Regions from separate parts of the Macaca mulatta genome. Here regions 1 and 3 are each linked to region 2. A link is a contact called in public Hi-C data. All regions are on one chromosome and are shown on one strand. Each heading gives the region's core, a stretch centred on a gene start, on an enhancer-like site or on the middle of the called end of the contact. The rest is flanking DNA. Distances are from core to core; before and after follow the strand shown. Region 1 holds the start of LOC144341351. Region 2 holds the start of TMEM161B (transmembrane protein 161B). Region 3 has its middle 410 kb from the start of CCNH.

Evidence for each region. A called contact is a pair of places that touch in the nucleus more often than the background predicts.
Region 1: a Hi-C map of liver shows a contact between it and region 2, with 4 times the contacts expected there. The contact joins the promoter of LOC144341351 here to the promoter of TMEM161B in region 2. A contact is called at or near these places in 2 of 14 Hi-C or Micro-C datasets (fetal cortex germinal zone and liver).
Region 3: a Hi-C map of fetal cortex germinal zone shows a contact between it and region 2, with 6 times the contacts expected there. The contact joins the enhancer-like site here to the promoter of TMEM161B in region 2. A contact is called at or near these places in 2 of 14 Hi-C or Micro-C datasets (fetal cortex germinal zone and fetal cortical plate).

What each region holds. Positions count from the first base shown.
Region 1 is chr6:95,104,754-95,108,137 of T2T-MMU8v2.0, reverse strand. It overlaps LOC144341351, which reads left to right and starts at 1,656. Exons shown (of 3, transcript XM_078004529.1): 1 at 1,656-1,662; 2 at 3,067-3,302. The coding sequence starts at 1,656.
Region 2 is chr6:94,685,685-94,688,805 of T2T-MMU8v2.0, reverse strand. It overlaps TMEM161B (transmembrane protein 161B), which reads left to right and starts at 1,660. Exons shown (of 12, transcript XM_001085376.5): 1 at 1,660-1,794. The coding sequence starts at 1,792. LOC106998831 (a long non-coding RNA gene) reads right to left here and starts at 1,598. Exons shown (of 3, transcript XR_013418416.1): 1 at 1,440-1,598; 2 at 974-1,072.
Region 3 is chr6:94,198,144-94,201,311 of T2T-MMU8v2.0, reverse strand. No RefSeq gene overlaps it. Among named protein-coding and RNA genes, the nearest start is that of CCNH, 410 kb to the right of the region's middle. Within about 2 kb of position 1,276, at least 11 of the 40 cell types and tissues checked have an H3K27ac peak or open chromatin away from gene starts, as enhancers often do. A contact at or near this core is called in fetal cortex germinal zone and fetal cortical plate, where this site is marked.

The DNA of each region.
Region 1 (3,384 bases), core at 407-2,906, 420 kb before region 2:
CACTCAGTCAGGTTTCTTAGGCCCAAGGGAGCCTCAGAATCTGAAAAGGGGAAAAGAAGGCATCTTGGGGAGTAATGGAAGCTGAGGTTCCCCCGCCCTCTACCCGCTGCTGGGACCAACATCATATCTCCCTCCCATATGAAATGGCTGTATGCTATTACAGAAAAGACTGGTTAAGAGAAAGTGAATCTGGAATACATGAATTGCTTTTTTGCCATCCCCAACCTTGCTGAGTTTTCATCAGACCTGCCACGCCTTCACCTCTCTTACCTTCCCCAACAGAAGCCAACTACGGAAGTCATGTCGCAGAAGATATATATATGTATGTACACATGTGTATGTGTGTGTGTGTGTATGTACACACACATATGCATATACTTCATGTATATATATGCTTTAAACATATATATATATATATATAAAACTGTAGGTCTCAAAAATATCACCAGCAGCCCAAATTTGCCTTTATTTCAGGAGTAATTAAGAAGATCATAATTCTTAAAGAAGAGCTACCAAATTTCACTCCCTAGCGGCAGTCTCAGGGCGCACTAAAGGTGCCCGAAGCTGGCTAGCAGTAGGGCTCGGCCGGTTCGCGTGCCCGGCGCCAACCGCTGCCTGTGAGTCTGTGTCCTTGACTCACTCATTTCCCCGCTTAAGAGAGGATAATGAACTCCTTTCTTTTCCTAATTTGTAAAGATATCTTCTTTAGTCAGTGCTGAACTGGGGATGGCGGTGAAGAGGCCTGGGTCATGAACCTGAGGAGGTCAAGGCTCTGACCTCTGCTTGGGTCTCTCTCATAAAACCAAGGGACGGTGGGTAACTGTGTCTACGGGTTTCTCCGGTTTCCCAGAAAAATGGGCATGCGTGTGTGCCTGTGTGTTCAGTTCCATCCTACAGTCCTCCCAGAGGTCTCCAGAAAGCGTGGCTTTGTCTTCTCCAGGGCGGACGAATCCTAGAGCAGTCCGCAGAGCCTTGGGTGCAGTTTCCCTCGGCCTCCCAAGTCCACGGAGCCGGGCACCCTGGCCCAGGGCAGCCCTGACGGCCTAGGCGCGGTACCCATACAGCCAGTAGGTGTCGCTGTTCCCCTGCCGGCGGGAGCCGGGAGCCCCGCGCGGGCCCCCAGAGCCACTCAGCCTTCGGCTCCCGGCAGGTTCGCAGACCCACCCGAGCTCCCGAGAGAGGGCCGCTCTACCCGTCCCCGCCCCGGGACCGTGTCCGTGCTCACCTGGCCACCGCCGTAGCGACACTGCCGGCCTAAGGAAGTACCTTCGGGGAGAGAAAGGAGAGACGGGTCTGTTGGGGCGAAACCTGGGCCCCGACGGAAGCGGCTCCAAGCCGGCTTCTCTCGTAGTTCCCAACTCTCCCTCCTTTCTCTTCACGTGCCATGGGCGGCGGTGGGGCACTGAGGGCCTCCTGGTAAAATCCGAAAAGGGGAGATTCTACCGGGGTTCCATATGGGCTTTACGAATAAACAAGAGGTTGAAAATCCCAGCTTCGTGGGAGCTAGCTACAGAAAGAGTGGATTGGTTTCAATATTCTTGCCTTGAAAAAAAAAAAAATGGAAAAAGAAGAAGAAGAAAAAGAAAAGAAAGAAACCTAGGCCTGGCTACATGCATGGGCTACATACCACCTTGTACACACATATGAACGCAGAAATGCCGGGTAACCGCGATCGCCGTCCCCTCCCCAGGCCCAGGAAGGAGCCAGTATTTGGAATGTAGTTGTCTTTCCCAAAAGCGTTGCTTGCCAAATATTATTTCCTCTTGGAAAACCTAGCCGTTTGCGAATCTGGAATCTGCATTGAAATGCTAGGTATTCAGAATTCTGCGCCCTTCTCTGGTGTCCTGCGGCTCCCTGCCTTCGGCCTCAGTGTGCCGCGAAAGAGATTATTAATCAGAGGCATTCTTTTTGTGTGTGTTTCAAAAGAAGGGCATTTGGCTTATGAATACCGAGAGGGACATTTACAATGGGCACATCCTATAGGTGACTGGAGATTTTAGTATGATTCTGGTTGTTTTGTACAGGGAAATCACTGCTCTGATTTGAGGATAGGGAGAGGGAGACTGTGTTGAATAGGCTAAATTCAGAACCAGGTGTTATTCAGAGTTAGTTTGCAAAACGGAACTGGCTATGTGTTTAAATTAACGTCTAAAATCATATCTTCAGTCAAAATGGGGTGACATTTTGCAGTAAATTTTTTTAAAGATTCACATATTATCTATAAAATTTGGGTTAAAGGAATAAATTCGTGAAGAAGAAAAACATAACAAAATTTGAAACGGGAAGAAAAAAATTTTTCACTTAAAGTCCAAAATATTTCGGAACACCTCTTGTTCCTGGCCCTGGGCTCACCATTTCAGAGGGCATGGTTGGAAAACTGTCGAGTCGTTAAGGCAAGCCGTAATTTTTACCGTGAGGTAGCCAAGATCATCTTTAAATGTCATATACTTTTCACTATGTTTCATAAAATGAGCTTCTTTCTGTTAAGTCCTATATCTGTTATACAATTCTAAAATATTTCTGATTGAGACGGCAAATTAATCATTCGGTGACGTGGTGGTGAGGGGAGAAACACGTGTCTCATTGGAGGTTGTGAAGTTCAGTGAGGTGGTATTTTTAGCTTGAAAGGTCCAAATTCAGATATTTGGGTATTTCTCCCCCTCCCACCGTTTGCCCACCCCGTCCCCATTTTACTCTCTCTTTAACTCAACCCTTTGGGTTCCCTGTCTCCTTTTTCTCTCCCTTTCTCGCTTCTGTCTTTACTCTCCCCTTTATAGCGCCTCTCCCCTTTTCTCTCTCTTCTTTTCCTCTTCTCTTCCCTCTCCTCTTATTTATTGTCTGATTCCATGTCAAGTTAATATAAAAGTAGCAACTGGGACGCCCAGTACCCTTAGCAGACCCTCTCTCCACCGTGCGCAGGGCACTTTGGGGAGGTGTCTGTCGCTGCCAGGTTACCGGCCAGAGTGGTGGCTCTTGGTGCAGGGCATGCTGCTCTCGGAGGAGTTGGGGTCTGCGCGGGGTTGCGGGGCTTATTCAAATACCTCCCGCTGCTGCTGTGATTCGCAGGGACTCGGCCTCCATATGGTAATGCGGGGCGGGGGGTTGGGGGAGGCGCAGAAGGGAGGGGAGGGGAGGATGGGGGTGAGGGCGGGGTGGGAGGGGGCTCCGGCACTGCGCGCTCGGCTGCCGGGCTGGGACAGAGCACCCGGACCCGCGGCGGCAGCGGCAGCGGCAGCGACGCTACCCACCCTCTTCCCCAACACCCACCGAGCCAGCGAACCACCGAGCCACGGGCCCTCGGGGTAAGCCACAGCGCGCACACGGCAGCGACGGTGACGGTTCACACGCTTCGGGTTACTACCATGCGCCAATAAGGGAGATTAG
Region 2 (3,121 bases), core at 411-2,910:
CACTTACCTTCTCCATCTTTTCTTCCTCATGGATAGCAGCTACTTCCCACAGATACACCAACAGACAATTCCAGCCCCTCTCTACCACACTTACCAGTTGCAAGTGCCCTGTGGCTTGTCTATTTACAACCCTGTCCCTACACAGCAGAAGCGGAACCCTTCAGGAAGTTCTGGATTCATCCTCAGCAGGATCTGTTTCACAAACTATTCTCCAGTCTCACCTCCCCTCCAGCTATTCTGTCAGTACTTACGATTCCTAGATCTTCTTTAATTGTCACGCTGTTCGTCCCCCCACAAAGCCAAATTTAAACAACAAAACCCTCATACACTCAGTCTGTGTCCCTTTCCTGACATAAAGCAACTGACCCTGTGCATGCTTCTTTTGGATGGCTGAGAACTCCGATTCCTTTGGGTCATATACAGCTTGGATACCATACCCTCCAGGTACTCTGATAAGGAGGGTGAAATTTAGTATCTATACACCTGCCTACTCAACCTTCTTAACTTCCCTCAAAACTTCCTAGTTTCCCTTCCCAATTCCAACTTTATAAAAAACGTCACACTATGGCACAAAGTGAATTCATGGATGAAATTACTAACAGCTACAATTTAAGTAAGGATCCCCAAGTCGTGAGACAAATTTCTGGGTTGAAAGTGCTCTGTATATCCATTTCAAGCCTGCCTCCAGTACGACGTCTCATTATAATCAAATAAAAAGGCAGAAAAAGTTGACTGGAATAGAGTTTGGGAAAAACACAAAATTAAAAGGTGTATGAGAGTTTCACTTATTTGCATCTGATATAGATATATATCAGATAGAAAAAGAAAACCCCTCATACATTCAGTCTGTATCCCCTTTCCTGACATAAAGCAACTGGCCCTGTGCATGCTTCTTTTGGATGGCTGAGAACCCCGATATATCGATACATATCTGTCTATATCATAGATATAGATCACAGATACAGACAGATACCTATATGGAAAACGTCCATATTGGAACGTATTAAACAGGCAGAATTTTCTTCCTGGTTTCTCTGCTCTTGGTAGATGTTCTTCCGACTTCAATTGCCACCTGTGAATAGTGAAGAAACTTCTCACTATGAGATTCCATTGCCCTGAGGGAGGGAGAGCTACGGTACCCACTAAAGCAGGGAACAGAAGCAACTGAGGGGCAGGTCTGCGGAAATGAGGATATGCTAATAAGGGACCGAGTCGGGAAAGCTAGAGGGTAAAAAGAGGGCGTCAGTTAAGCTGAGACAAAACGACGGCCAAACGCGGTCTTGACACTCTAAATCACCTGGGTCTGGAGTCGACTCCCTTCGCGCACCCTCACTCCCAATCCCGGACCCCTCCCGCCCCTCTCCCGCTCCCCACACCAACGTGTGCCTCCGTCACCTCTCAGACAGTGGATGCGTTCCTGCTGAAACCACCCAACCTACCTCAGGGTCCTCGCAAGCGCAGCCACTGCGCTCCGCCCGCCGACGTACCTGTGCTGCGCCTGCGCCTCCTCCGCGCTCTCAAGGTCAGCACCGCCCCCAGCCCATAACCTGGCACCCACGGAAGTTGCTTTAGAGGACGTCCTGCGTATCTTCACCTCTGCGTGGCGTGGGGTCGACGGCGCTCTGGAGAAGGGAGGAACTTCCTGTCCCGCGCGCGCACAACTTCCGGCAGAGCCGGAAGACCCTCTCTTTCGCTGTTTGAGAGGCTCCCGGCTCAAGGACCGGGAGGTGAGAGGTTTGGGACTGTCCCGGGGACTCCGGGGTGTCTGGTCCACGACCTATCCTAGGCGCCATGGTGAGTTCTTCTGTGAGAGCAGGAGTGACAACGGTGGGGCGAAAAGGGTGGGGAGGTCAGTCCTGTAAAAAGAGCCATCAGGTGCTCTGCTCAGAATGGAGTGAGTTGAGACGTTGGGATGAGCTGCTGGGCAGGACCCACCACCTGTCCTAGAGTGTCTGAGCCCCTGAGGAAGCAGCGTTACGCCTGCCTGGCTGGGAAACTAGCGGGCCGGAGGTAGGGGCGTATCTGTCAGGGAGTATGGACTGGGTAGCCTGCCTGTTAATGGCCCATTTACTGTGTATGGCCTGTGGCGCCAGGTGATCCCAGAGTTGACCTTGCCGGGTCAATCACCTCTCCTGCGCCCCCTTCCCCAGCCGCAGAACAGTGGCCAAGAACTTCGGATCTTAGAAATGCGTTTAGCCTCTCCAGGTGGACACAACGGGTCTCCTTCTTGTACAGGATCAACACCTGTCATTTAAAGAAACGGCAGTCCCCTTATTCTTTACACTTAGCCATTTCATAATTGAAAAGGGTGTCAAATAGAAAACCCGAATTAGTAAGGACAGACTTTATTCGAAAGGAATATTGCAAGGGTGTGGAGGAGGTTGAAGGAACTGTTGCAGTAGGGAGAAGGACCATAAGATTTGCATGCCCCTTAAAGATTAGGCAGAAAGGGTTTGTCTTTTATAGGGAGGGGTAAATAAGACGTCAGGAATTGGGTGAAAAGGTGGGTATGATCCGACAGTAACCAGATAATGTTTTACCCTGAGCCCATCTATTCTGAGGAGGAGCTGTTAAGAGAGGTTTGTATATGTTGTTTCAGACTGGGGAAGGACAAAATTCAGGTACCCCACGGAAGAGAATCTTGAAGTTTGGCTAAGAAGTACTTTGTTCCGATTGATCTGTGGGACAGGTACTTCAGCAAGTCATTTACGGAGCAAAGGATGGGAATTAGAAGGGTCTGGTTATGGCCTTGTTTTAGGTAAACAAGGGGTAAGGGGGGTATGGATCGACCCTTAGGCTTATCTGAGTTCTACAGGAAAGGTGATTCTTTGCAGCAAGCCAATTTCTCAGAACACACACAGGGGCAAGGGGTTTCTTACCCTTTGCAGTTTTTCCAAGATCACAGGGCTCTGGTGAAGTTCATTATTGTCATTTTCTTCACTGTATACAAGATTTCAGACCCTCGCCTGCAGAGGCGTCTGTCCTGGAATTTAACTTCAGTTTGCTGTGTATTTTCAGGGCCAAATATTGCCAACGAACGTTATTGTGTGTGGTGATTGGCTTTTGAATGACTTAGAAACTTAACAGAGTGTAGAACAAAGATCTTCAAAATAATGTAGTT
Region 3 (3,168 bases), core at 27-2,526, 490 kb after region 2:
TCTTGAACTAGAAATTATTTATCCTTAATATTAAACTAATAACTTTAGTATCTGGCCCTTTTAACTATTATTGTTTTCAATAGAAACAACCCTAACTTACTTTTTCTTTCTTTCTTTCTTTTTTTTTTTTTTTTTTTTTTTTTGCCATGTAACTACCATTTCTGGCCAAAAAAAAAAAAAAAAAGAAAAAAAAAAGTTGTTTTTACACCTGAATCTTTTTTCTCTCTTTTTCATCCTTTCCTCCCTCTTTTTCTTTCTTTCTTCCTTCTTCTCCTTTCCTTCCTTTTCCTTTCTTTTTTGTCTTCTTTTATTTTTGGAGGATAACGTTATTGAATCAAGTAGCTGTTTAGAAGGTGGAGCGAATGTTACTACCTGTAGTCAACTGGCAAGAAAAATGAAAACCTTTATCACATGAGAAGTATTTAAAGTAAACAGATTTACTCAGAGGAAGGCCTGAAAAAACATGGAGTAGAAGTTACAGTCTGGCACATAAACTTAAATCTTGTTTGGGAATTTTTTGGTGGAGTGTCTTTCTAAAATGCAGTCTGCTGATTTATTTATTTATTTTTTTAAAAAGGCTGACAGTTAATTAGCACAGAGTCTTATTACAGAAGTCTCCTCTAAAGCAGACATATTCAAGTTATACTGAGGCGATTGTCATAAAGGGGTTGTTTGCTGTGGCGCTCACAGATGGCAGAAAAGACAGCCCAGGAACGCAAACAGCCTGATAATCAAGATAGCTTTAAAATATGGGTGAGTGTTCAACTCTGATGCTGGCAGCAGTCTCTTTTCAAATATCTTGGGTTTTATGTCCAAGTGGTTTACTTTAAAGCAACGTTGTCATCAAAGGGGTCCCAGAGTCAAGAATAATCATGATAATTACCCAGAATTGCACCCCCCCAATAATCATAATAATAATCCTGAATCTTAACCAAGTATAATACTGTTTGTGCAATACACTGCTACATTCAAAAAGATGAAGTGCTAGACAACTACGATTTATTCTTAACTGACAAAGTAGCTATAATTGTATGACTTTCTAGGATAATGGTTTAAACAAAAGTAAATAGTAAAAAAAAAAAAGGTCCCCCACCCCGCCCCCCCAAAAAAGATTGGAAAGCTTAGCTGTTTTTAGTACCCATTGATGAAAGCAGTGTTCTCTGATCCATGCTGCTATTGTTGGTTTTAGTTTAGCTCCCTCTCAATCAATATCTAACAGGGCATGATTTAATAAGGTTTTATAATCTCCAAAAATGGTTGGGGGAGGGTGGTTGTGGTATTGTCATTCATCAAAGGGGGCCTTTCAGGTTTCTTTGCTTTCACCTGCTGGGACCCATTTGGTCTCTTTCAAAGAGAATGCAATGACAAAATGAATGAGAAATGCTAGAATAAGAGTCCCTTATTCTACCCAATAGTATAATCAATGGGTACTTGTAATCCCTATTGTACCTCACAGAGGTAGTTGTAAGACAATTAAATCTTGCTTCTCAGGCAAATGATTTTGGTAGTTAACCTGAAACAGCCAACAATATTGAAGAGAATGAATGCATTTGAAGCAATGATGTAATGGGATACTGCTTGGCCAGAAAAGCAGGCATGTGTATTGATGTGCATATCTATATGTGTATGTTTATTTCAACACTCTATGTCCACAGTTTTCATGATTCATAGGTCCTTAGATATTATGTGGGTAAGTGGCAAGGATTTAAAAAAAATTCATAATCTGCCCTTTTAATTTATATTTTAAAAGAACACAAAAATATTCTTATTTTTGCAGCATTATATACTCTAAACTGTAGTTTCATAAACAGAAAACATTTACATAGTTAACATCAGTTTGATGTGACAACCAATTTAGTTTTAATTTCATTTGCATCAGCTAAATTCAATTTCTCTTTCCCTCCTTACTGAATTGCTTGAATGTCAAAAGGAAGCTTGTAGTCTTTCGAAGAGATACTCATTTCAGCCTGCATTATTTGTTCACCTTCAGTTGTGTGGACTTCCTATTTTATTTTAAGTATAGTCTATCAGGATTCTCATGGTTTATCCTTTATAAGAAGGAATACAAATGTGCCAAGTGACAAAATTGCATAGCGCACACAAATTCTAAAAGATTTGTGAAAAAAAGTATACATTTGTTAGGAAGTCTTCTACTTACTGATAAATATTAAATACAAAATAAATGGAGCAAAGAGATTGCTATGAGAAACAACATAAACATGCATTTTAGTTCAGAATAATTTAAAATTTTAATTAATAATTTAAAAATTAAAGGGCTCTGCCTTTAGTATAATTTAAATATACTTTTAATTTCTCGTGTCTCATTTATGTTGAAAATATCCATATTCCTTTGCCAAAATTCTCTAAGAAGCCTCAATTAGTTATTATTTATATTTAGTTCAAGCTTTATTCCTGAGGTACAAATTCTACATTTAATTACACACACAAACATGTAATAAACATACTTTTATCGCTGGAGGTACACATTTTCTTCTCCACCTAAGGGGGTTCTAATAAAAAGCTATCGATTTGGGAGATCTGTACTCCAAAAATGTATTGACCCAGACATACAGATATCACAGATGTGTGCTGTGCACAAAGTGCATATGTCTTTTCATTAAGTTATGCAGATATGTAGCTTCCTTATACATAAATAAAATTACTCTCCATTGATGCTTGTACACCTAATTCTCTCAATTATCCTTAAATATTGAAAAGCAACTTTCAGGGAACTAGGCATGTTGCTACATATGACTTCCAAGGCAGAAATATTGGTATCAGAATTCTACATACTTGTAGATTATTTTTAAAACCTGTTATTTTTCTATGTTTAGATCATAGAGGAATAGAAAAACCCCTTAGAAAAATAAATTGACCTAAAAAAAAGATATGTTTGCTTAGAATGCTGAGTTTAGTGAAGAGTGATGCACCTGACTCCTCTGGATACTTCCGAATGAGTCTGGCTAATTGGCGTAACCTAAGCCAATGGCCATTTGAAAGACTCGAGGTCAGGTGTTTTATTGCTGGGATAGTATTCAAAAAAATGACTGTCAGGGGTGAACGAAGAATTATGTCAAGAGCATTCAGCATTACTGCCACTAAAGAGAGAGGAGGGGAAAAACATTGTGAAGAAAAACATGTCATTTTCTAAATGAGCTAGGGGAGGAG